2 separate regions of the Zea mays genome follow, and region 2 is linked to region 1. A link is a contact called in public Hi-C data. All regions are on one chromosome and are shown on one strand. Each heading gives the region's core, a stretch centred on a gene start, on an enhancer-like site or on the middle of the called end of the contact. The rest is flanking DNA. Distances are from core to core; before and after follow the strand shown.

Region 1 (5,764 bases), core at 1,040-3,539:
CATTAATGTTAATTGGAACATGGAGCTTAACTTGAGAAACACATGCCACCACAAGGGTGCAATGGGACGCCGTTGGCTGAGTAATTAGGAAAGCTAATGGAAGACTACCTTACCCGAAAGGGGCAAGGGCAGTAGGGGAGTTGCATGTAGGGAGGTTCTCGGGTTGATTTTGCTGCGATGGCTGTCAGACGAGGGATTCTTGCAAGTGCTCTTCCTATAAACTGTAGCGGGTTTTCGGAAGCTAGTGGAACTTTGTAAAAGCCTCGTAGTGTTGCCCTGCCTCGCTTCCTTGGTAGAGGTGTATGAGAGTCGCGATCCCTTGGCAGATGGGTAACATGACTTGAGGGTACAGGGTACAATCTCTGCAGAGTGTACACCTGGTATACTAGCCAAGCTCACGGTCATGAGCAGCTCAGGACTCTCGCATGATTAATTTATGGAACTTAAATTCAATTTGTCATTTGCATTGCATGGGATCATTTATTAATTTTGTTCTATTGTTCTTATTATGGTTTGGTATTCACTTACATTTAGTAACTGCTAATAAAATTTGACCAACTTATTAAAAGCAATGCTCAGCTTTAACCCCTATTGTTGATCAGCCTTACACATCACACGAACTCCCACCTTTGGTGAGTTCATGCCCACTGGTTTCCCCACAACTTGTTGAGTTATGATCATGTGTGAGCTCACCCTTGCTGTCTCACACCCCCCCCACAGGAGAAGAACAGGTGGTTCAAGAGGAGCGACACAACGAGGAGTTTGATCTGATCTAGGTGGTGTTTCCCAGTTGACTTATCGGCGCCAAGGATGATCCTTAGTTCATTTTATATTTATCTTTTATTTTGTAATAAGACATCTGCTATGTAATAAATACTCTGATGTTATTATGACATTTATCTCTATACACTCTGTTATTATATATGTTGTCTTCTTTGGCGCATGTATGAGATGCACCCGGCTTTGTTCCTTAAAGCCCGGGTGTTACAAATACCAGGAAGGGAGGACTACCAGGCAACAGCAAACAGAAATTAATCCTCCAAATCCTCCAGCGGCTGGAACCGATCCAGTGGTTGCCGCCCAAATGCTGGTACTACAACATATGACAAACATGGTTAACGAAATGCAAAATCAGATAAGGCAAGAACGCTAGGAAATACGTCAGGACCGGTAGGAGATGCGTCAAGAAATGAGGCAACCACGGTTGGAAAGACAACAACAACACCCACTACCTCCACCACCACCAGTAGCTCCACTAAGCCATATATATATATAGCTATTTGTAAAACCTAAATGTTACTTTAGTTAGTAGTTGGTATGATACTATTTTAGGAGGAATAATAAGGTCTAATTGACCCTATGTGTTGCTAATAAATTATGCATCATGCTGAGATTTCTGTTAAGGAGGGTAGGATTTGCATGGCCCAAAATTTGTATAAGGAATAATAATAATAATAAAATAAATATATGAAGAAATAAAATAGCAAATTAGAAAACATCTCAAATTATACTTGAGTGTTGAAAATTGAAGCTTGAATTTTGAAAACCAAGAATTATTTTTAAAAAGAAGTAATAGAAAAGTTTTTTATTCAACTAAATTATTATGCATATCATTAAATGATGCACCATAAGCATTTATTTACATGAATATTTAATTTTGAAGTAACTTTTACTTCTTATCCCACATTCAAAGTATTATTTTTCTAAAAAGAAAGAAAACAATATGAGTGTTTTTCATATTTCAAACATTTACCAAACAAATAAATTAATTAAAATAAATATATATCTATTGCATCATAATTGTTTTTGAGTATGTATTAAAAATTTGAATACTTAAACTTTATTTTGGATTCGAACTTGAAATTTGTAAATCAAATGAAAATATAAAATAGAAAATGAGAAAGGAAAATGTTTATGGACCCATTTATTCCTCCCCTAAATGAGTGACAAGAAAAATAATATTAATATAAATAGTAGATGTTTTCATTAGGGAGATGATTGATATTTGGAATTTGGAAATTTGAATCTGAAATGAATTGGAAATTTGGAAAGGAAAATAGGAAAATAAAACAGAAAATAAATAAGAAAAGAAAAGGGGATTTACCTGCGCCTGGGCCATTTACTTCCCAGACCGGCCCATTCTCTTCTCCTTTGCGGCCCACTTTCCCTTCCTCCCCTCGACCTAGCTGGAGAAATGGCGTCGACACGCGGGCCCCTTTCGTCAGTTCCACAAACCGCACGCGGCCTGTGAACGAAACCAGTGCTACCCTGAGGACCCTACGCGTCAGCGCCGTCTTCCACCCGAGTTGCTATCCGCGCGACGCTGACTCACTGGTTCACGGGACCCACTGACCAGTTCCTCCTACCTTGCTGCCGTGATCTCCATGCGCACGACGCCGACCTCCCGCAACAACCTTGATCGAGATCGGCGCTTGCCCCGCGAATCCAGCCGTCCATGCGGGTCCAACATCGAACCCCTTCGGATGACCATAAAATGGGACATCGGGACTTTGCCTTTCCCCTTCTTGTCGTGCACTTCCACCATCGCCAGGCACTACTGAGGAGAGAAAGAACGCCGCTGCCATCCCTTTTTCTGCTACGCGTCGCTCGGGTTCCGGAGAATTGCTCATTGCGTGTGCCAGTACGTGTGCAAGTCAGTGGAGTCGAAGGAAGGAGTGAAACACCGGAGCACCGGCGGGAATCGCTCGCCGGAGTGCTATCCTTGCCGCGGATCCGCCCTACATCGTGGTTGGCCCTGCTCTGGTCTTCGTCTCTAGTGAGAAGCTATCCCATTGATTCAGTTTCGTTTCCTCTGCGCATAGCACCGATCCCATCTGAGTATTACGCACCTGGGCGCCAATTCGTGGGTCACGGCAATGGCACCGCCGTAGTGCGAGGGCGCCGCCGCTCCGCTCGGTCTCGCAAGAAGGAGGCGATTGGGTGACTGTCGATTTCGGTTTGTGCGCGTGAGATCTGATCACATAGTAATGAAGCCAGGTCGTCGGATTGAAAGCGAATGGATACGATTCAATCATGGAGATACCGATTCGAGTATGCGTAGGATCATTGTTGTGGCCGTTGATCGTGAAAACTAGGGCCAGAGTTGGATCTCGCGAACATAAAATCCGAATCGTAGGTGTCAGATCCGACCGCCGCTGAAGCATACCGTTTTGGCTTAGGAAGATCTAATCTGGTCTGTCTGGTGTCTATCGAACGGGCCCAAATCGACCGTACCCCTTCGCTGGGCACGAATTGCAAAAGAGACCCCTAACTTAATTGGAACCAACCCGCAGTTCATTGCGACTGTGTATTGAGTCGTAGAATATTTCGTGCAGAACCCCTGAGCTTCTCGATATTGTAAGCACAGTCCAGACAGTTAATAAAACCCAAGAAATTCAATTCAGAAATGATTTTCAATATAAAAATAATTGCAGAAACTTGATTAATCTCTAGAAAATTCATTTTAGCTCTTTTTTAATCCATTGCAGTTCCTATAATTTTGTATTAATATTGTTTATCACTTAGTAACTCTGTTGGAACATGAAACATAGACTAAAATTGATTACTTAATTTATTATGTACCAAGCACATAAATAACTTTAGAAAATCATAACTAATTCATTTTAACTCTGTTTCAATTCGTTCAAGTTGCGTTAGCTTCGTATAAATATTTACTACACACTAACAACATTAATTATACCATGTCGCGTACTTTTATATTTATTTATCCTATGCCTACTAGATTAGCTCTTCTAAATCAAATCTAACATGTCCATAATTATAGTTTGATTAAAATATGATCTCTAGTTAAGTTATAATCTAGATTAAAGTTGAGATAAATATTTATAGAATATGCTCTCATATGAGGTATACTAATCAATTTATTATATGATTTAATATTCAAATCACATAGATCCTGTGTAAATCATAACTCGGTAACCGTAGCTCCGAATTTAGTGGTTCTCGAACCCATGGTCTCGTTACGACGCGTAGATTATTATTATGCAGTTTGTTCTTATATTAGGTGTGATGTTAATTTTGTCTATACCATGTTTGTTTGTATTGTTACGACTAGCAGTGAGGTCACGAGAATCTGAGGATCATCATGGTACCTGGAATCTCAAGTCCCAGGCAAGTTGTGTCCTTGACCACTTTTATTACCCAATAATATTCTTTAATACCACTTATTCATGCATAGGTTTAATTTTGATGGGACCCAATAGGTCACCCTAGACTGGTTATCCTTTTTACCTTGTGTATCCCTGAATCATTTGGGTAGTTATGCTATTGCTTTACATGGTTTTGGGTTAAGATTTCATTATATCCATGTTCCATTATTCTGTTATGTTATTTATGTTCATGTCAAGACCATTAATTTAAATTGGAACATGGAGCTTAACTTGAGAAACACGTGCCACCACAAGGGTGGAATGGGACGCCCTTGGCTGACTAATTAGATAAGCTAGTGGAAGACTACCTTACCCGAAAGGGGCAAGGGCAGTAGGGGAGTAGGAATGCAGGGAGGTTCTCGGGTTGATTTTGCTGCGATGGCGGTCAGACGAGGGATTCTTGCAATTGCTCTTCCTAGAAACTGTAGCGGGTTTTCGAAAGCTAGTGGCACTTTGTAAAGGCCTCATAGTGTTACCCTGTCTCGCTTTCTTGGTAGAGGTGTATGGGATTCATGACTCCTTGGCAAATGGGTAACATGACTTGTGGGTACAGGGTACAACCTCTGCATAGTGTAAAACCGGTATACTAGCCGAGCTCACGGTCATGTGCAGCTCAGGACTCTCGCATGATTCAATTATGAAACTAAATTCAATTTTTCATATGCATTGCATGGGATTATTTATTAATTTTGTTCTATTATTCTTATTATGGTTTGGTATCTACTTATATTTAGTAACTGCTAATAAAATTTGACCAACTTATTAAAAGCAATGCTCAGCTTTAACCCCTATTGTTGATCAGCCTTACACATCACATGGACTCCCACCTTTGGTGAGTTCATGCACATTATTCCCCACAACTTGTTGAGCGATGAACATATGTGAGCTCACCCTTGCTGTCTCACACCCCCAACAGGAGAAGAACAGGTGGTTCAGAGGAGCCACACAACGAGGAGTTTGACTTGATCTAGGTGGCGTCTCCCAGTTGACTTTATGGCGCCAAGGATGGACTTTAGTTCGTTTTATATTAATCTTTTATTTTGTAAGACTTCCGCTATGGAATAAGTACTCTGATGATATTGTGACATTTATCTCTATACACTTTGTTATTATATGTGTTGTCTTCTTTGGCGCATATATGAGATGCACCCGACTTTATCCCTTAAATCCAGGTGTGATAGCCTCGTCCTTGCGCTGGGGCTATCTGGCAGTTCTGATTGGTTGCTAGGGCAGGAAGGCGATGTGCCTGATTGTTCTGCCTCTAGTACTGACTTCCTACCGGTGGACTATGCTGGCGGTACTGCTGCTACTGCTACTGAGAGAACTAACTCTGGAATTGCTGCTGGTGCGGACGCTGGTTCTAGTGCTGATATCCTTGCGGGTGACTCTGCTTGAACTACTGGGGTGGATTTCTTGAGAACGGGGACGACTGCTGCGCCCGGCCTACGGTCCACCAATCTTGCGTTTCCGATCTTCCACCTCCCGGTGCTTCCTCTCAGTCAATATAGCCCTATCAATCAGATGTTGGAAGGTAGGGAAGGTATGGTTCATCAACTAGTAGTGCAAGGGGTCAACCAAACCTCTCAAGAACTTGT
Region 2 (5,784 bases), core at 2,686-5,185, 130 kb after region 1:
CAGCAAGATATTAGAGTAATTACTACATAACTAGAAGAGGGGGGGGGGGGACGTTCAATACATGCTCCAAGACAATTAGGTAAAAGGAAAAAGGCAGATCGAGGCAGATCCTGAACCAACAGGTTGAGAGGAGGTAGCGCTACTGGTCTGGTCGTGTCCGGCATCCACGTGGGGTAGAGCGACAGAGCCAGAGCGCTCGCAGCACGCTAGTGGGTCGTGTGGCGGCGTCGGGGGCTGGCCACGTCCGTGTGGGGATCGTTGTCGTGCAGGGCAGGTTGCCCGAGAGCGGGGTGGGCCTCGAGCCTCGAGGAGGGGGAGTTGTCCGTGACATCGGTGTGGGCGTGGCGGCGTCGAGGAGTTTGGGAGCACTTGCTGGCCTGTTGCTGGGCCGGTCTTGGCTCCGCCCCTGATTTGGAGGCCGGGGCGGCGTGATTTGGAGGCAGGGGCGGTGGGCAGGGTGGCCAGTGATTTGTTGGAGGAGGCATGCGGTGAAATTGGAGGCGTGTAATTTGGGTGGGGTTTCTGTGACGAGGAGAGAAGACCCAAAAGTAATCAGGAGCTGTCGGCATGGCACAAATAGTTTTACCGACGGAAGGTGAGACTTCTTTCCAACTTTTACCAGCGTGGCACAAATAGTACTAGCGAAGGGTGTTTGCAACCCAGCAACTAAATTTTAGTAGCTAAATGTTAGTTTTAGGGGTCCCAAACAAGACCTTAATAATCACCCAGCTTAGCTTGTTGTTGTTTTGGGATTGATAGTACACACCCTTAAATTCACAAAAGCATTTATCTATCTATTGTATATTCTTATGCTAGTTCATTATTGCACCGAGTTTATTTTCAATAGGTTTACTTATTGCGCGGTGATGCTTTACCAAGGAGAAATTCGTCTCACAGAATGCATGTATTGACACACGGTTGTTGTTGGTTTTCTTTTACGGGGCGTTTGGACCCCTGGATTTTAAAGGAATTAGAATTCACTCAATAAAGTAACTTATTTAGTTTGAAATTTAACATTCTATCACTTTCCAAAGTTCAGATATGAGCTTATCTCAAATTCATGTGGTGGAGTATGAGAAATTATTTTATACATTAGTAGAATTTGTTTCACTCCTCTATAGTAAAATTGTAGCACATAAATACTTCTGATATCTTGCTAATAATAGTATATAAATATATTTTGCATAAAATCAAATTAGCTTAATTGATATATGTCTAAATTAATATTATTTGAATGGAATTCAATTCTAATGATCCAAACGAGGAATTATTGTTTTGGTCTGTACATCCCTGGCATTGGTGTTTGGAAGTTTCTAGCTCTGATTTATGACGTGTAGTCCGCGGCTGTATGCTTGGCATTGCCTTGTTCTTTTCAGAAATTTACCGCCCCCTGTGTCGACTAGTGCATGTACACGATGGCGGGTCAAGTAGACAAACTAGTGCTTCGTTGGGTGTGGGTGGTGGCATGCTGCAGCCTCCAGGACATGAATGCGTATAGAGCGTTATTGGATGCCTGCAAACCTATCAGAGCCATCATGAACATGGATAGATGCAGGTAACCAAGGATCATGAGCTGATTTTGTTTAGTAGTGATGTACAGTGAATGGATGCATGCAACAGTGTTGCAGTCAACTGAGGGGTGTTGTGGCCATTGGACTATAAGTATAGCGGAGAGACAGTTTAGAGACTCTATTATATAATTGAGTGTCTATAAATATAGTATATTAATAAATATAAAAAGTAAACGTACTTGTACAATATCAGATCGATATAACAGACGACAAATTCTTACAGTGAGAAATAAAGTGTCTATTGTCAGGGGCGGAGCTACATAGAAATTAGGGGGTGCACATGCACCCACGAAAATTTAGAAATCTAGTGATTTGGATCAAATTTTCACCATTAATGTACCACCTATAAATTGTTACCATGCACCCTCAAGGCATATGCACCCTCCCCTAATTTACTCTAGCTTCGCCACTGTCTATTGTTACTTGGTTTACGAGCCAGAGACACAGAGAGACAACTTCACGATTTTTTTTTTCAAATGTCCCTTTAGACACCTTAATAGCTCCTACATTAAACATCATTGTATATTGCCTTAAACCCAATACACACGTATACTCCTACCCAACTTGGATTATTATTAAGAAGAAAGACAGGGGTCGCTCGCCCAAAGTCGCTGTAGGTACTAGTACTATTTGTCGAAGGCACGCTTGCATCGGCGACCGCGCACCGGCCGGTACCGTAACCAAATCTCATCACAATCTGAAATTAAATCTGAACTCCGGTCATTAGCAAGGGAAGTGCGGACAAGTTTCATCCGTATAAATCTTATTTTACCGGTGTAGTGTTCGAGCTTTAGTTATTGGCTACATATTTACACTCATCTAATCAATAGAACTCACATATTTTTTTTTATTTTATTAATATATAGAAACCGTACCAATCCACACCCACAGTGCGTATTGTAGTGGTATAAGCTGCCTAGTTTGATTTCTAGTGTGTCACATAAACTTATTTATTGTCTACAGAACTCTAGTCCGTACAAAGTACTAGTTTCATGGTGTGTAGATTTATTTCTCTCCCATCCGGTTGTCGTCTACATGGTCTATACATCTTCCACTCCGACTATTATGGAGCCGCGCTATTTGTGGGTCTCACGCTGCTGTCAACTGATGCGCCCTCATAAAAACATACAGACTACCCACGGAAAGAAGAATGCAGTTTCAAAAACATGGCACACCCTAAATTACCTTTTAAAGTAGATATATATTGTGGCCACGAAGCTGTCGTTTTGATCATTTAATGCCCGTGTCATCATCCGTTAGTTAACCGCTGCGTGTCAGTGCTGGGAATTGGGTCGGGTCGAGCTAATCCAAGCCTATCATACTTTGGGATAAACAGACCTAAGCCGTCTGAGAAAGTCTAAATTTTTTTTTAAGTCGTGTTAGCTCAAATAGTAGAAACAGTGACCCAATTTGACCCTAAAACACATCCCGAGTGATTGGTTACGCGGCCCAGCGGCGCCTGGCTCTGGAGAGCCTGGGCAGCGAGAAACGGAATGTTCGAGCGTATCCGCGCATGCAACTAGGGAATATGTTTTGGTCTACGTTGCATCTGTGGGTGCAGCCTCCATCTCGCTATATGCAGTTAACCAAACAGTGACTGCTTCTTATTCAACGCATGCGTTCGGTCTAGATGGATGTGTGCAGCTTACCAATCACAAGGATCATGTCTTTGTTGGACCGTGTCCATAGCTCGATCTATATATTTGAATCACACAAAATTTAAATATTACAACCACATAATATACATGGCTTACTAAACTAAAGATATTAAACAATGTGAGTTCTATTTGACAACATAAAGTTTAAATATTATAACCATATAAAGTTATAACTTACCAAATTAAAGAAATTAAACAATATAAGTTTAATTGAGCCGTGCCGACCCAAACTCGACCTATGCATACAAGCCGTGCTAGGCCCGACGGGCCGAAATCTAAGGTACGGCTTAGACCTGCTTTCGGACCGTACTAATTTGATCCATATTATTTCGCGTCAGCACGTGCTTTAGGCTCTTGTGTTTGAGTCGCTCGTGGCTCTTGTGTTTGAGTCGCTGGTGGTGACAAAAAAAAAAACCTGGCCCATATTACGTACGTGGTGTCAGGCGTCACTACAAGATCGAGGAAACCATGCATTAACGAGGTGCGTAATCAGGAGTCACGTCGGTACAGCTTGGGCGACGAGCGAGGCGGTGCCCCGGCCTGGGCCTGCCCCGCCTTAAATCGCACGCGCGCACATACACACATGACACCCAACCGCGAGCTCCCATCGACGTTGACGCGTGGTACACACCACCATGTACACGCACTGTGCAACGGTCGTATATAAGTATGTCACCGATGCGTCGAGCGGCCACACAGCCCGGTACGTACGTGCAAGAGACGAGCGTAGTAACAACTGTGAGCAGCTAGCACATGCATGGCGTCGTCGCAGCTGGTCGTCGTGTGCCTGTTTGTAGCGTCGGCGGTGACTGTGACGATGAACGGCGGCGCGCAGGCGCAGGCGCAGCCGATTGTGCCGGCGGTCATCTCGTTCGGCGACTCCACCGTCGACGTCGGCAACAATAACTACCTGCCGGGCGCGGTGTTCAAGGCCGACTACGCGCCGTACGGGCAGGGCTTCGCGCGGCACAAGGCCACCGGCCGATTCTCCGACGGCAAGATCGTCACCGACATCACCGGTCGCTAGCCATTCCCATATATATATACATGCTATACCACCACGCATGCATTATGCATGGCGGCGGCTGCAGGTGCGTGACGAATTGAACGAGTTCTTCGTTCTGTGCATTGTTTATTGTTGCAGCCGAAACGCTCGGCTTCGAGAGCTACGCGCCGCCGTACCTCAGCCCGCAGGCGTCGGGGAAGAACCTGCTCACCGGCGCCAACTTCGCCTCCGCGGCGTCCAGCTACTACGACGACACGGCGGCCATGTATGTAAGTACCACATCATCGTTCAGATGCTGTTGCTTTAATTTGTTGAGGCTAGCTAGCTGCTAACTGCTATATATAATATGCCCTTGCGCACGCGTACGTGCAGGACGCGATCACGCTGACCCAGCAGCTCAAGTACTACAAGGAGTACCAGTCGAAGCTGGCGGCGGTGGCCGGGCGCGCCAGGGCTCGCGCCATCCTCGGCGACGCGCTCTACGTCGTCAGCACGGGCACCGGCGATTTCCTCCAGAACTACTACCACAACGCCTCCCTGTCCCACCGCTACGACGTCGAGCAGTACACCGACCTCCTCGTCGGCATCTTCTCCGGCTTCGCCAACGTATAATACTAATACGTCATCATCCTGATCCATCAGATCGACACTCACCTACCCATCCGAGATCCTTTTGCTTCATTCATCATTAAATCGATCTGGGATGAGTACGTTGTTGGTTGCAGGAGCTGTACAGGCTGGGGGCGCGGCGGATCGGCGTCACGTCCATGCCGCCGCTGGGCTGCCTGCCGGCGTCCATCAGGCTGTACGGCGACGGCAAGGGAGCGTGCGTGCCGAGGCTCAACCGCGACGCCGAGACCTTCAACGCCAAGCTGAACGCCACCGTCAAGGCGCTCAAGCGGCGGCACGCCGACCTCAAGCTCGCCATCCTCGACATCTACACGCCCCTCCGCAAACTCGCACAAGACCCCGCGGCTTACGGTATGTACGTGCGTGTTCAACAGTGCCGTACGTGCGCGGTCGAGATCATGACACTGACACGCATGCATGCATGGTGGTGTAGGCTTCGCCGACGCTAGAGGGACGTGCTGCCGGACGGGGACGGCCAAGACGAGGGTGTACCTCTGCAACCCGACGACGGCCGGGACGTGCCGGAACGCCAGCAGCTACGTGTTCTTCGACGCCGTCCACCCGTCGGAGGCTGCCAACGTCTTCATCGCGGAGTCCACGGTCGACGCGGGCATCGAGCTGGTCACCTAGCTAGTAGGAATAATAAAGGAGACGACACACATCTGCAGATCTGCTCACATGTTTCCTGCTCCATCGAAACAGAACTACGTACAGTGTCTGGAATAGCCAGTGAAATTAAAAATTGCACCGTCGGCCCTGCCCTTTTCGTAATGTTGTGGAGCAGTTTCCTGTTCCATCTGTAGCCGCTCACCAGTTTCCTGTTTCCATCCAAGAAAACAACGGTACACCTTGAATTGCCTGTGAAATTGCACCATCTATCTCCCTACCATTCTTGTAATATTGTTGATCATATACTATG

The links. A called contact is a pair of places that touch in the nucleus more often than the background predicts.
Region 2: a Hi-C map of leaf shows a contact between it and region 1, with 4 times the contacts expected there. The contact joins the promoter of LOC100272736 here to the enhancer-like site in region 1. A contact is called at or near these places in 2 of 25 Hi-C or Micro-C datasets (ear and leaf).

What each region holds. Positions count from the first base shown.
Region 1 is chr6:82,060,967-82,066,730 of Zm-B73-REFERENCE-NAM-5.0, forward strand. No RefSeq gene overlaps it. Among protein-coding and RNA genes, the nearest start is that of LOC103629480, 71 kb to the right of the region's middle. Within about 2 kb of position 2,290, at least 16 of the 20 cell types and tissues checked have an H3K27ac peak or open chromatin away from gene starts, as enhancers often do. A contact at or near this core is called in ear and leaf, where this site is marked.
Region 2 is chr6:82,189,852-82,195,635 of Zm-B73-REFERENCE-NAM-5.0, forward strand. LOC100272736 (GDSL esterase/lipase APG) reads left to right here and starts at 3,936. Exons shown (of 5, transcript NM_001147189.1): 1 at 3,936-4,248; 2 at 4,374-4,504; 3 at 4,608-4,841; 4 at 4,961-5,216; 5 at 5,299-5,784. The coding sequence starts at 3,987. The coding sequence ends at 5,495.